3 separate regions of the Gossypium raimondii genome follow, and regions 2 and 3 are each linked to region 1. A link is a contact called in public Hi-C data. All regions are on one chromosome and are shown on one strand. The core of a region is the stretch at or near the end of the contact, and the rest is flanking DNA. Distances in the headings are between cores, read along the strand shown.

Region 1 (5,044 bases), core at 1,384-3,883:
TTTAATTTTTTCCTTTAAAAGGAAAAATATAGGGTTTTACAGAAATTATTTAGGTTTTTATATGTGAAAACTTGGGTTTTTACATAAAAGCCATTTATCTTTTAATTTCCTTTATTTTATTGTCCTTTTAGAATTAATTTTACTTTTTTCAATAAAAAGGAAATTTGGGGTTTTGAGGGAAAACTTGGGTTTTAAAGAAAAAAATTGAGTTTTACTTTTATAGGAATTGAGTAATAAGGAAAAGCTTGGTTTCTTCTCCACAACCTGAATAAATAAATTTCTCGTAAAAATTCAAGTTTTTTGAAAAATAAAGTTAATTCTAAAATGGAAATGAGTGATCAAAATGAAATTTGTTAAAGTTGAATTACTAAAATGAGTGTATAATATCATTATCTAACCCCAAATTAAGGACGAGATGATCAAAATGAAAACGGTTTGTAACAACAATGCTCTTTTTGTAATTTTTTATTTTTGATGTCCAAAGTGAAAACTTATGAAAGTTAGGTGATCAATTGTGTAGTTTACTCTAAATTTTAACAAATTCAAATTAAATATTTAAAAATGAAAAGACACTTGAAAAATTAAAAAAAATCAATTAAGCCCCTCTTAACTTCTTGCACCCAATTGAACCCTCAAACTTATAAAATTGACCAAATCAGCCTTTTAATTGATGTTGACAATTAGTGTCTAAAGAAATCTCTACGGTGGCCATTAATGATTACCACATCAGCCTCGATTGCTGATATATTGATTCCACATCAACAAAAATAAAAATATTATATTCATTTATGAGATTATAAAATCATAAAAAATTTTATAAAAATTATCAAAATAAAGTAAAAATTATAAAAAAAACACAAATTATAAAAATAAATCATAATTTTTTAATAAATTAAATCTCGAGTAAACAAATCTATTATGAAAAAGATGCAATTTGATATTAAAAAAATTATAGCTCGATTGTAAATTTATCAAATTATTATTTTAAATTCAAATTCAAATTCAAATTCAAATTTTTATGGTTTAATTTGACATGAGAAAAAATATTTTAATAATTTTTTATACTTTTATGATTTTAAATTTGATTATAGTTCAATTATTTCTTTTTTTTATAGTTTTTAATACTTTTTATAGATTTATAATTTGATAAATTTTAATAATTTTATAATTTTATAATAAATCTTAAAAATGGCAGCACAATATCTAAGTTCATCTTGAACTTAAATTTTTATTTTATTTTATGATGTGGTAGTGACATGGATCGCCATGTTAGCATCTATTGGCTGAGTTAATGGACACATCATGGATTCAATTAGAAATTAATGGTCAAAGTTAGTTAAAGTGTTGATTTGATTAATTTTATAAGTTTAGGGTTCAATTGAGTCCAAAAAATTGGGTTATTTTACTTAAATAACTCAAAAAAATAATTAATTACATAAATGACTTTAATTAAAAAACAATCACCTAAATTACCTGAAATGAACAATAAAATTGAGTTATGAGGACTAGATGGCTGACACCACTATTTTTTCTATTAAAAAAATAATTTTTAGGGTTTTGGACACTAGATGGCTGGCACCCATGTATTTTTTTTTCAAATTCTTTTTTAGGGTGTTGGCACACTGATGGCCGACACCCCTTTAACTGATTAAAAAAAATATTTTGGTGAGGTATCAGGTGCCGACCAACAAAGACCCAAACTCACCCAACAAAAGGGGATGAGAATATTGCAATATTAACTCCTCCTTATTTTCCCATCTTTTTTATTTCCGAAGTTTGCTTACATATTTTATATTTTAAAATAATATTAGACTCCTTATCATGTTTGTTAATTATTATTGCATCACTCACATTATTATTAAATTTAAAATTAATTTAAATTTAATATGCATGATTAAATTAGATTTTTTTATAAAATTAGAACCTCCTTTAATGATTTTCATCTATAAAAAAATTCTAATTTAATTGTACATATTAAATTTAAATTAATTTTTAAACTTAATAATAATGTGAGTGATATAATAATAATTAACAAACATGACAAGGAGTCCAATATCATTTTAAAATATAAAATATGTAATCAAACTTAGGAAATAAAAAAGATGGGAAAACAAGGAGGAGTCAATGTTGCAATATATCCCATCCCCTTTTGTTGGGTGAGTTTGGCCTTTGTTGGCCGGCACTTGACACCCCAAAAAAATAATTTTTTTAACCAGATAAAGGGGTGTCGTGCCGGCCACTAGTGTGCCAGCACCCAAAAAAACTTTTTTTTTTGAAAAAAATATATGGGTGCCGGCCATCTAGTGTCGAAAACCTCAAATTATTTTTTTAATAGAAAAAATAGTGGTGCCGACCATCTAGTCCCCATAACCTAATTTTATTTTTCATTTCAGGTTATTTGGATGATTTTTTTCGAATTTAGGTCATTTACGTAATTAATTATTTTTTGGAGTTATTTTAGTAAAATAACCAAAAAATTGAAAAAGACTTAATTGAATTTTTTGAAAATTTTCGAGGATCTACAATACCATTAAGCCAAATATTTAATACGCCGTCATCAGTGATCACAATAATTCAGCGTCGCGTAAAACAACTAAATTTGTTCCCACGTTTGTTTTTGTGATTGTTAGGAAACGTGTCGTGTTTTTAAAGAATGTGTAAGTAGAAGGTAGAAACCTCTTAGCTCGGGTCTCATTTGCCTCCTCAGACTTGACTGACACAAAAATTTGACTCCCAAGACAAAATTGATTGGGTTTTTTTCTTCTGGAAATTCCCAATTCCAGTAACAACGATTCCAATAAATCAGGATCCAAAGGGAAGAACACTCCAATAAAGGTAAACAGTACTGAAACTCTGCTTTTGTTTTTTGCACTCAAAACTACGATTACAAACCAAAAGCTTGTTCTAGCTTCAACCTGGAGTCTCTTGTTCGATCAAATTCTTAATATTCTTATTCGCAAACTGTACGAGCCTTAAAACCCATTTTTCTTTTCATAGTTATCGACTTTCCTCTCTTCCATTTTTAGTGTGATCTTAGCTTTATTTAATGTGCCCATTATTTCTATATTTATGTTTAGTCTTGTTGTTTAGTTTTCTTGTTTTACTTCCTCTGTATCTGCTTCCTTCTGTTGAACTTAGTTCTATGGGAAGAACCCATCTAAAGTAAGGATTTTGGCTCTAGATTTTTGTTTTTATTTTTTTAGTCCTTTAATAATCATTTTTTTCTGACTTTTTATTAAATGGTCTTCTAGCAATTAAATACTATAACCCCATTTATTCTCAAAAAATTACTCTTTTGGGAGCTTAATATAGTAACTTTGCTTTCCAGCTTCTAGTTTTTGATTGATTTTAAGAATTACCCTTCGGAATGTTAATAATAAATTATGAGTACCAATGGAACAAGTAGTAGCAATTTCTCGGTATGTTACTCCACCACTTTGTCTTTCTTAAAGTATTAGTGTTGATACCCGTGTTAGACACAAGCTTTGAAGGACCTTTCTGGGAGAAAGATTTAACATTACAGAGTAACATAGATTTCTTGAGTTTCTTAACAGGATCCTCTAAACATACTTGGCAGCCTAACATGACTGCCGATACCACGACCTTAAGCTACTGGTTGAACTGGAGGTTCTCATTCTGTGCATTGTTCATCCTAACCTCAATGGTTGTGGCAGCAATTATAATCTGGAAATTTGAAGGTCGGAAAAGATCGGAAAATCGAGAGGTAGAAAATAGGAAGGAATCTCCGGGGATCTTATATGAGGATGAAACTTGGAAAACATGTCTTGAAGGCATTCACCCTGCTTGGTTGCTGGGTTTCAGAGTGTTTGCTTTCTTAATGCTTTTGGCATTACTTATGGCCAATGCTGTCATTTCTGGAGGTGGCATATTTTACTTTTATACTCAGTAAGTGATATCTCTTAACCTTTCCTATTCTTGGTTATATTGAATGCAATTTTCTTGATTTAATGAACTTGAATGACTTTTCTTCATCTTGCTGAGGGTTCATTATATATTGTTTCTCTATGTTACTCTGACTCAGGTGTCAGTGCTGGATATGTGTATTTGTCTGTCTTGGGTATAATTAGATTCTTTTTTTCAAGTTTTTACTTGTATTTGGAGAATCTTTGGAGGTCATATCCCTATATCTATGTGTCGGACATGGGTGGTGGACATGTTTACTTCAAGAAAAGTGAGTCAGAATAACATAGTTGTACTTGCGTTCATATTCTGCATTGATTCTAGTTTACCATAGTGGATACGGCAGATAATTTGTCTAAATTTGATCTTTGTTAGTTAATTTTCTTTCTACGGTAGGTTTATTCAAAAACCAGGTTAGACCATGCTAAAAATCTATGTTATTCGGACTCGTTTATGAGTGTCAAATGTGATTAAATATCTGGCATAAGTAATTCAAAAAACAAATAGTCAAAGTCAACAAACACTAAAAATATCTAACTGTGCAGCACCCTGTATAACACTCAGCATGGTTTTAACCTATATGCACAATAATGCTACACTGTACTTTTTCGTAAATGGTTTTCTATGTTACTTGGATTGTTGGACACGGATATGTGTCAAAAATAGGTATGGTCAGATTTTTTTCTAAATTTTTCAATGTACTTGGAGGTTAGATATAAGTTTCAGGCATGGATACTTCCAAAAAGAGAAAATGAAGAGTTGGAGCTACATAAATTCTTCAAAAAGCTTTTGATGATTTGAAGCACATGATTACATGAAGGCTTCAAGTTTTCTAGTCACGAGAATTTACGAAAAAAATGAGCAAAAAAAGTTTGAGATAATTTATATATAATCAAGATGCTATCTGTGTGATTTCATTCCCATTGATCTTTACTGTTGCTAAATGTTTGAAATGTATTTTTTTTAACTGATTCGTTTTTGTTCCTGAACAGGTGGACATTTACTTTGGTCACAATCTACTTTGGGGTATGTCTCTTGCTATGTTACCTGAACTTTGATTTTCCGTATCTGGCATATCCATAACGAGGGCATCATACCTGACATTCATCCTGAGTCTGGGTCA
Region 2 (5,044 bases), core at 1,242-3,741, 200 kb after region 1:
CATTATTCAAAATAATAACTAACTAACATAATTGATTTTAATATTAATTTAGTAATAGTTAATATGGTTATAATTCTATTGAAGTAATACATCAATAAATTTATCAAAATTTTAAAAAATAAAATTAGCAGTTCTTTTCCTTCAAAATTTTTAACTAAAATTATAATTACATTATAATTGACAATTTTTCTCTATATTTCATGCTTAGAGTTCTATTTAAGTAATAATTTTATTTTAAATTAGTAAAATAATTTTAACTAATAATTGTAAATTAAATTATAATTATTTTTAAATGTGTAATTTTCAGAACTTCTATCTCACTTCAAGTTTTTTTTAAATGTGAATTTAATAATAAGATAAAAATAAAGAGCGTTCTCACCAGTTCAAAAGTTTTTCTAAATTAGTGCTTATATGTATGTGTGTTTGATAAAGAAATAAAGCAATATTTAACCTATAAACTTATTAACTTTTTCAAATTGATTCCTAAATATTTTTATCTACATTAGTTTCAAAAGTAGGTAACTTTTTTTCAAAATTGATCCATAAACTTGAATTCCATTAAATTGTGATGATGTGACACTCTGAATTGTACCATGTCATCACTTGAAAATTTTAAAAATTATGTAAAATTTAGAAAATATAAAATTATAGAGAAATTTAAAAAAATTCAAGTGATAACATGATTCAAATCGTCACACTTTAATAAATCCAAGTACAAGGATCAATTTAGAAAAAATTGTCACGTTCTAAAACAAATGTGGACCCAAAAATCTAGGGACTAGGAATGAAAAAATTACAAAATTCAAGGAATAAATGTCACTTTATCTCTTAAAATAAACAATTTATATATCACCAAAAATAAATAATTTACATTTAAAAAATATTACCTATATTATATTTAAGATTTTGACGAAATTGGTGTTACTCATCAACCAATTCCTACTTAATCGAAAAGTTACTAAAAGCTCGTTATTTTAACAAAACTATATATGTTTATTTTGAGAGTAATTTTATCTTTTATATAAAATCTGAAAAATACTTACACATAATAAAATTTAAACTGAAAACATTATAATGTTAAATATTTTAATTTTACCATTTCAACTAAAATTATGTTGAATTGGTATGAATATTTTTAAAATTTTATCTATATTTAAATATTAATAATTATATTTAAAGTTGTGTATTAAGGGAGTGATTAAGTAAGTGTGATCCATCAATTAACTTGAAATAACCAAATACTCGGTTTTATAAAATAATAAATATTGAAAAGTTTTCACCGTACGCCTAGTGTTAATTAATTAAAGTTTTTTAAATGAATGAAATTGGTTTTGCGAAGGTAGAGGTAGCTCTAGTGAACACATACTCTCACTCTCCTAAAAATACTAATAATTAAATGAGAGAATATTCAATTTTCCCAATGCGACAAATATGCTTTTGGGTTTTTACTTTTACCTTACTTCAAGGCATTCATATTATAATAACAACAGTAAACTTTATGGCGCAATTTTACTTTTCACTTTATCCCAATGAAGTTCAACTTCGTGTTCTACTGACGTAAATAAAGTTTTACATTAATATTTATAATAATTGATTTTCATAATTTGTACCTTAATTCTTTTAATTTGCTAGTTAAATTTTTAAGTATGAATCTAAAATATTTATTTGGCATAATAATAAATATAGTTCTTAATATTTATTTACTTTTATTATTTTAGCCCTTATTCTTTTTTGTCATTTTGGCCTTCAGTATTTAAAATTTAGTTAAATTGTTTGTTTTAGACGAAAAATTATTGAATTGTTAAAATTTTAATGGCATTGATGTGGCAACTCGTGTGATAATTCACGCATAATTCAAAAAATTAATAAAAAGTTAAAAAATTTATAAAAATTTTAAAAATGTATTCATATTATCAGTGAAATATGCATAAAATACCATGTGAACTGCGGAGTCAAAATGATAAAAAAAGAAGATTAAAATCAAAATAACAAAATAAATAAATATTAAAAGCTAAGTTTACTTTTATGTCTAGTTCAAATTATGTCCCTCTCGCTTCTGCCAATATTTTATAAAAGAAAAAATTGAATTGTGTTTTGAACAACTTAATTGAAAACATTTTATTTTTACTTGTGAAAATTAATAAAATGGTATTTGAACAACAACAACAAAAAATCTAAAAACTCACACAATCCCTAATTTCGATTAAATTGAACATTCTTTTTAAAACATTCTGCACATTGTAGCGAGGTGGCCGATGTGTGCAGAACTTTAACAGAAAAAAATTACAGTAAATTAATAAAAAAATGAATTTAATCCGAAAACCAACAAAGTTGAGGACAATCCAAGCACGTGATCTGTGATTCAGTCCAATCACCGATTTTTAAACAATCAATCCCTCTAAAAAGAATCCAAAATTCATATTTTTCTTTTATGTAGAATTTCACCGTTTTAAAAGTGGCAAAAAGAAAACAGTGTTTTTTTTTATTTTCATAAGGTGTCTGCATCTGAAAGTGTGTCGACTTTGGCCTTTTGTTTTGGCCTTTGCTTGTTTGGTTCTTTCTTTGTTTCATTGATCTTTTTATGCTTTGTGTTTTTAAATTCAATTTTTAAAGAAAGAGAAAAGTGAAAGCAAAAGGATTGCTTAAAGAGAATGGTTTTTTTTTCTTTTTTTGAATCAATAAGTGAAAAGAGCATGGGAAAGCTAGAAACCAGAGAGTAAAAAACCGCTTGCAATTTGTGGGGATAAATCAAAACATATAGAATATCAAACACTAGCATTTTCAGATCTCTAGGATCTCAGAATTTCAGTGGGGATAAATCAGGAACTTGTTGCTTGTTTCTCGAGAAAATTCTCTTTTTCTCTTTTAGCTCTTTTGTCTTAGCTCATCCGCTTCTTCATTCTGTTACTTTTACTTACCTTTCGATTCATATTTGTATGAAAACAAATCATTTTTAGGATCTGGATATTGATCAAAAACAACAAGTTTTGATTTTGTTTTTCAAGTGAAAAAGGTTAAAAAGGCAAGGAATTTCCTTTAAAAGTAATGGTGGTTTCAGTTCTTGTGGTACTGAAAGGGACACCTTTTGCTGGGATAAGGGTAGAAAAAAGACTTTAGCTTCATGTGAAAGATGGTGGCAGGTCATTGTTGTGCTGATCAGTGGGCATTGATTTTTTCAGAGAAAGTAGAGTTTGAATGAACTGAGAGACTGTAAGAGTTTTAACAGTATGGAAATAAAGAATTTGATGCTGTTTAGACTGGGGTTACTGATTTTGGCATTGAATGGGGTTTCCTCTGCAACTCTTTCTCCTACTGGTATAAATTATGAGGGTTAGTTTCCTTTTTAAAGCTTTTCTTTTTGTCACTTACCTCTAAACTTGAATTTTTGAGGTATCATTTCTGTTGTTTCTCAAGTAGTGTAGTGGAATTCATCAACCAGTTCTGAGTTTTCTTGTTTGAAATGATTCACAGTTTCCAATTTCTTTGCTCTTTTAATTTTTGCTTTGATGGACTTGAAGAATGTATGAACTACTTAGTAGCACATTTTCAGTTCGTGTCCTTGTTTTCATTAGTTTTACCACAATTTTGCTTGATAAGAAACCAGGTTTCGCTCACCTATTTTTCCTTCCATTTATGATGAATTTCTTGATCAGTGGTTGCTTTAATGGCCATAAAATCGAATCTACACGATCCATATAATGTTCTCGAAAATTGGGATTCGAATTCGGTTGATCCATGTAGTTGGAGGATGGTTACTTGCACTGCAGATGGATATGTTTCTGCCTTGTAAGTTTTTCATAGTAACTTGAAATTAACCGAGATTGTTGGTGGTTGTTAGTAATGTAAACTCCTTTTTGTTCCTTACTTGAACAGGGGACTTCCTAGTCAGAGCTTATCCGGGTCCTTATCAACATCGATAGGTAACCTTAGCTACTTGCAATCAGTGTAAGTTATTGTCTCTTCGGTAACTACACTTGCTTATAACCTATCAAGCTTTAATCCATGTAGTTTGTCGGGTTTTCCTCATTTCGCGACCCAAAGTTCATGGAAAGCTCATGCTGTTATTGTTTATTTGTTTGACGTTATTGTAGGTTGCTTCAGAATAATGCTATTTCAGGTTCCATTCCAGCTACCATCGGGAAGTTAGAGAAGCTTGTAACTCTCGATCTCTCCAACAATACTTTCAGTGGTGAAATACCTGCCTCCTTGGGGGACCTGAAAAACTTAAACTATTTGTAGGTTTTGTAACTTTTACTGCATTGCATATCGAAGCTCCTCTCTGAGTTTCTTTCTAGTGGATCTGTTTCTTATGTTTATGCTTCTTGAATGTGCTCAGGCGGTTAAACAACAATAGCCTTACTGGAGCCTGCCCCGATTCTTTGTCAAAAATCGGAGGTCTCACTCTTGTGTATGCACCTCAACTTGTGAATTTTATCTTTTGATGGACTTGAACTGGCTATTTGAAAAACCTTAAAATCTATATGATATCTTGTTACATTATCCGGCATGTAACTCACTTTTTGGTTGAATATAAAACCTGTAACAGGGACCTATCTTACAATAATCTGAGTGGTTCCCTTCCAAAAATATCGGCAAGGACTTTCAAGTGAGCAATTCCTTCTCTTGTTATAAGATGTTTATAATGCATGTTATTGCGCGGTGTATTTAATTGCAGTTCTGTTTTTACTTCCAGAGTTGTTGGAAACCCTTTAATTTGTGGACCTAAAGCAAGCAACAATTGTTCTGCTTTCTTTCCCGAGCCTCTTTCTCTCCCACCTGATGGTCTAAAAGGTGACTAATACTGCTTTTGATATTCCAACATTGTTTTCCCATGTTACTGTTTGATTAAATGTTTTGTGAATTTATGGATCTTTTTCTTAGCTCAATCAGACTCCGGATCGAAAGGTCATCATGTAGCTGTTGCTTTTGGTGCTAGCTTTGGTGCGGCTTTTTTCATCATACTGTTTTTGGGGTTACTAGTTTGGTGGAGATATAGACGCAACCAGCAGATTTTCTTTGATGTTAATGGTTAGCTCCGTAAACT
Region 3 (5,044 bases), core at 1,792-4,291, 150 kb before region 1:
ATTGAAACCATGAATATGATTTATCTACTTTGTTAGGTTTGTCAAGAAGTCCCTCAGTTTCCTGGATTGAAAATCCCTGTTTGCCTTGCATAAGTTGAAAATACAGTGTTAGCAGAAAAATTTAAGTTTGTTTCTAAGACAGAATTTCAATAAATAAACAAGAATTGTAATGATTTCTGTTTTTGCAATCTTTGCAGTTGTGGTGTTTATGATAACACTGTTAGACTTTGCCCTTAGTGCTTTGCAAAGCTAAAAGTACTAACTGAATCAATATTGTTCTTAAGAAACATGTTGTTTTGACTCTTCATTTTTTTTTAAGTATTTGTGCCGAACACCCATGGCTGACACAGTTTTAGACGTATGGGGATATGGTTCTCTAAGAACCCTCCAAATACATGGAAAAAAAATTATCATACCGTGTCCAGATACTCACTGCTAAGTATCTACCATCCGGTGAGTCTTACCTCAACTTTGAACATGCTGAGAACCTTTCCATTAAATGTTGTGACATTAGCATCAATCACTTGAAGTCCCAAAGAATCTATGCCCTCCATCAACTTTGCAAAGCTTCCTCTCTTGTGCTCATAATAGAGCTTGATCAAGAACTCCCGTTTAGTTAACTGGTTCACTTCTACATGTACCTGAGAAAAGATTCAAAAACATTAAGTTTAGTTGAAAGTTTCATTGATGGAAACCGTGACAGAGGTAACAACAAACCAGTGTTTAATTTCATTAATTTCAGTTACCTCCATTTTTGCCATTTTGGCAAGGCTGGACGAAACTTGGTTTGGCTTAACGGCAGACATGTTGTCCTTAGGTGACTTGTCTAACAATGTAGACTTCAGTTCTAAGTTGCTCTTTTCACAGTTTTCTTCATCGATTTTCATGAGCTCATTTTCAAGTTTCTTCTTCTCCTCCAGCAAATCTCCGATATATTCAATGGCATCCGTAAGAATGGCAGTTCTATCCATCTACACAACAAAACCATTAGAGATATCAGATAAGGATGCAAAAGAGTAAATGTGACTATCATATTTATATATGCTTTGGTAGTTCAGGCCAACCTTGGATATCTTAGGGACTAAAGCTCGTAGCTTGAAGAGCTGGTCGTTTATCTTCTTCCTTCGATTCCTCTCCATGACAAGATTCTTAGAATGGAATTTCTCTTTTGCAGGCTGCTTGGTAGTTCTCGTTTTGTCTTTTATGGACTTGTTACCGTCTGGAGCAAACCTTGCTTGTTGCTCGGGCACATTTTTGCTGCATCTTAATCTTTTCGTTCCATAATATGTGCCAATTAGCTGCTTGAATTGCTCATCTTGAGAAATATAGGCAGAATCTGAAGCAAATGGTGGATGTTCAATTGAAGGACTGGAACCACTGTGTGATCCATCCAAGCTATGATGGGAGTTTGAATCTGATATTGGTGGAATCAATTCGATTCTCGGAACAAAAGTCGACAAGCTGATGGAAAATGGCAAGTTATAGCATTTGTCAAGATTTGCTTTTGCATAGTTTTCTCCAGTTGTGATTTCTTGTTTTAAAACTGCATTGCATTGAGATGTTACCAACTCTATGAGGTTCTGATCTTTCGGCATCTGAATCAAAAGGACAAATTACATGTTTATCAGTAGGAGAAGACTAATGGGTTTCATATGAATATCTTAATTTCATTGTGAAGTAATGGTAAGTCAAAAAGGCCAAAGAATCTTGCATGTTCCGAAGTGAAGAGCTCGATAAGACCACTGAAAACTGGGATCAGAACTCGGGTTCCTGTCATTTCCTGCAGAAAACTCATTGATCATATCAAAATATGGACACCGTAGAAGCAACATCTTCAGACAAATTATTGTCATATATAAGGTAAAAAACTACAATTCAAGTAGTCAATGCATGTAAGTGGTTTTTAAACATTCTTAAACCAGGCATGACAGCCCACATTTGCATCTTGAGAAAGCTAAAACTGCTTAATTTGACTCTTCATTTTTCTTGAAATAAATACTGGAATCTGACACATATATGGGAATGGATATAGAGATATCATCCTCCATATATATGGAAAACTTGAAGAAACTAAACATGTATATTTTGGGTTTATTTTCACATTTTTTTACTTTCACTTGAATCCGACTACCATATTTTCTCATTTCTATCTGTTTTGCATTGGAAACTGGCCAAAAGAAGGTGAAAAGAGTGACAACTACCACATTTGAAGACTGTGAACCAGAGGGATTGCCATGGTTAACCCAACTTGGCTGATTTGACATAGCTACCTCTCCATGAATCCTGGGGTTTTTTTCAGTGTCACAAAATCAGAATATTTGTCTCTATATCTTGAATTTCCCAAACTGAACCAAACAATTTTGTAAGTTGAGAATACTGTACCCAGCATAGAGAGAAATGGCGAAAGGAAAATGTGAAAGAGCTTCACAAGCCTTTGATCTTATGGAATGTTGGAAATGACCATCCCTGCAAAATGGCTTCTGCGACTCATCTTTTTCCACGTTGACATTAAAACAAGCACTACAACAACAATCTTTCCATTCAATAAACCTTCAAGAAAAAAGGGGGAAAAAAGCTTCATTTGAGTCGAATGACTCCCTCAAAAAGAACAAAGAATGAAGATAATACTGGTTATGGTGATCAATGGTGATGAAACAAGTAGCTTGAGAAGTACCTCGATGGATCATCACCCAATTTCCAAACAACACAAAAATCCCAACCTTTACTATCAACAAATGGTCTAAGCCATTCCACTGCTCTATCAAAACCTCTCATTGTCTTTGTAACCACTGAAAAACAACCAAGAAATTACTGAAAATCATCGACTGTCTCACTATAAATAAACCAATCACAAGATTCTAGAAAATAAATGGTAAAGATATAAAAAGAAAGGAATAATTTTTAAAGCTAAAAGGCACTGTTTTATGTTAAGTACAAGACAAAGGGTAACCAACTAATATTTGGGTACTCAAAAAAAGGGATCATCTTAAAATTGGGTACAAAATCTGTGACAGAGAGGCATCTGATGCCGGCAGTAACAGTGGCAGAGGCAGTTTTTTACTTTTTAAAAAATCATCAGTCTTTGTAAACAACCGTTCAAAAGCTCCTTGTGACAGCTACCTCTAACTGCAAAAACCCATCTTTATCCGGGTGAGTACCAGGATATTATACGATCAGACGATATGAATTTGATATAAAATAATTAAAAATATGTTATGAAAAATGATAATGGGTACCATATCAATAGACCTGTCCATGGGCCGGGCGGCCCGGCCCGGCCTGACGGCCCGCCCCAAAATATGGGAGGATTCGGGTAAAAATATAGGCCCGAAATACGAGCTTGGGTAAAAAACGAGGCCCGTTTAAAAAATGGGCCGGGCTCGGGCTCAACTTTTTGACCGGGCCCGGCCCGGCCCGAATATAATAAATATATATTTTTTATTTTTATTTTTTAATTTTAAAATACTTTAAAATATATTTTTTATTTTTTATTTTAAAATATTTTTGTGTTTATTAAAATCGGGTGGCCTGGCCGAGCTCTAAGCTTATTATTTTTCCTGCCGGGCTCTGGTAAAATTTCAGCCCATATTTTGGGTCAGGTTGGCCTGGGCCTAAGAGTTGGGCGAAAATTTTTTCAGTAGGTCGCCTTACCATGGACAGTCTACGATCAATAACAGTTGTACCAATAGATTTCATACCATTTCGGTTCCAGATTATTAACAATTCATTTAAGTTTAATTCCACTCAAATTTTCAGATATATTTTATATATAAACTTTTACTTAATTAGTATAAGATTTTTATATTTTAACAACTTTTGTTTCTTAACCTTTTTTTTCATAGTTACATGAAAATATATATACCCATTATATTAAATTATTTATTCTATTTTTTTTGAAAGAAAGGATACATATATTATGGCAGTGACTTATGCAATAGATAGGCATTAATATCATTCACTAGGGTTGAAAGGTTCAAGCAAAATAGAGAAAACACATCATACACAACAATCATACCCTATATACTTATGTTTCATATGCTAACTTTATTGTGACAATATGTGCCATGTTCTAATTAGATATATGCTTAATATTTTTGTAGTTAACGTGATCACTTATGATCAAGGTAATTGTTGTAAGTTTCATTTGAATTTGCTAAGAATTAAATGTTTACCTATGGTTGTTTTCCTTACGTGTAGATCCTTAGATTGTGAAACTCTCAAAGTCGAATCAGTGCAGATATCACACTATCATCAAGTCGGGAAAAGTATGTTCATTTTGGTACCTATCATTGTGGCATGTATATAGGGTCCTTTGTTATGTAAATGGTCATCATTAATGTAAATGGTTGGATTTGCGTATTAAGGTTGGTAAATGGCCTAGTTATGCCTAGTTTTTTTATCATGAGTTTTGTATTATTTGAACACTTGATTTCAAAAATTTCGTAAGCTTTATTTGGAATAGGTTGGCATGATATATTTCTTGATGAATGTGAAATGAACATATATGTTAAAATGTTTTTGGTAGGAAGCATTGAATGTGTTTCAAAGTGATATTTGCCAAAACAGGAGGTAACATCGCGGTGAAAAGCTCCCAACATTGTGACTTAAATTGACAGTAAGTGATGTTGTGACCTCAAGTTTCTGAAGTCGTGACAACACTCACTGATTGATGAGGTCGTGACAAGATTGTCATAGTGTCGCGACATCATCTAGTGAGTTTTGAAAACTTTTCCATTAAGTCCTGAACTGAACTTGGGTTAGCAAAAAAGTTTTGGTAAGTTTGTATAAGACTCGAAAATTATTATAAAACATATTGAGAATGTGTTTTATACTTGTAAGCATGTTGGAATGGTTAAATCATATTGAAATTAGTTGTAGTTTCTCCGGCAACGAATGTGACATCTTGTAGCTCAAACCCTGTGATCGGATCGGGCAAGAGGTGTTACACACCAACACACATAACTATTTTAGTGATCTATTTCAATAATTATCAAACCTCATAATCATATTATAAAAGGAAAGATAACAAATCCAAGGGTACTTA

What was found. Hi-C and Micro-C count contacts between places; a contact is called where the count stands out from the background.
Region 2: a contact with region 1 is called in a Hi-C map of leaf, with 3 times the contacts expected there. The contact joins the promoter of LOC105766009 here to the promoter of LOC105766015 in region 1. A contact is called at or near these places in 2 of 2 Hi-C or Micro-C datasets (both in leaf).
Region 3: a contact with region 1 is called in a Hi-C map of leaf, with 2.5 times the contacts expected there. The contact joins the promoter of LOC105766021 here to the promoter of LOC105766015 in region 1. A contact is called at or near these places in 2 of 2 Hi-C or Micro-C datasets (both in leaf).

What each region holds. Positions count from the first base shown.
Region 1 is chr5:37,260,986-37,266,029 of ASM2569854v1, reverse strand. LOC105766015 reads left to right here and starts at 2,633. Exons shown (of 9, transcript XM_012585311.2): 1 at 2,633-2,835; 2 at 3,578-3,906; 3 at 4,914-4,947. The coding sequence starts at 3,584.
Region 2 is chr5:37,058,809-37,063,852 of ASM2569854v1, reverse strand. LOC105766009 (protein NSP-INTERACTING KINASE 3) reads left to right here and starts at 2,491. Exons shown (of 11, transcript XM_012585305.2): 1 at 2,491-3,330; 2 at 3,654-3,786; 3 at 3,874-3,945; 4 at 4,092-4,235; 5 at 4,337-4,408; 6 at 4,547-4,606; 7 at 4,694-4,791; 8 at 4,891-5,028. The coding sequence starts at 3,228.
Region 3 is chr5:37,408,426-37,413,469 of ASM2569854v1, reverse strand. It overlaps LOC105766021 (transcription factor bHLH90), which reads right to left and starts at 3,041. Exons shown (of 8, transcript XM_052631644.1): 1 at 2,675-3,041; 2 at 2,383-2,550; 3 at 2,202-2,283; 4 at 1,712-1,780; 5 at 1,065-1,595; 6 at 747-971; 7 at 465-641; 8 at 1-84. The coding sequence starts at 2,775. The coding sequence ends at 25. LOC105766022 (proline-rich receptor-like protein kinase PERK13) reads left to right here. Exons shown (of 9, transcript XM_052631645.1): 8 at 1-1,860; 9 at 2,179-2,441.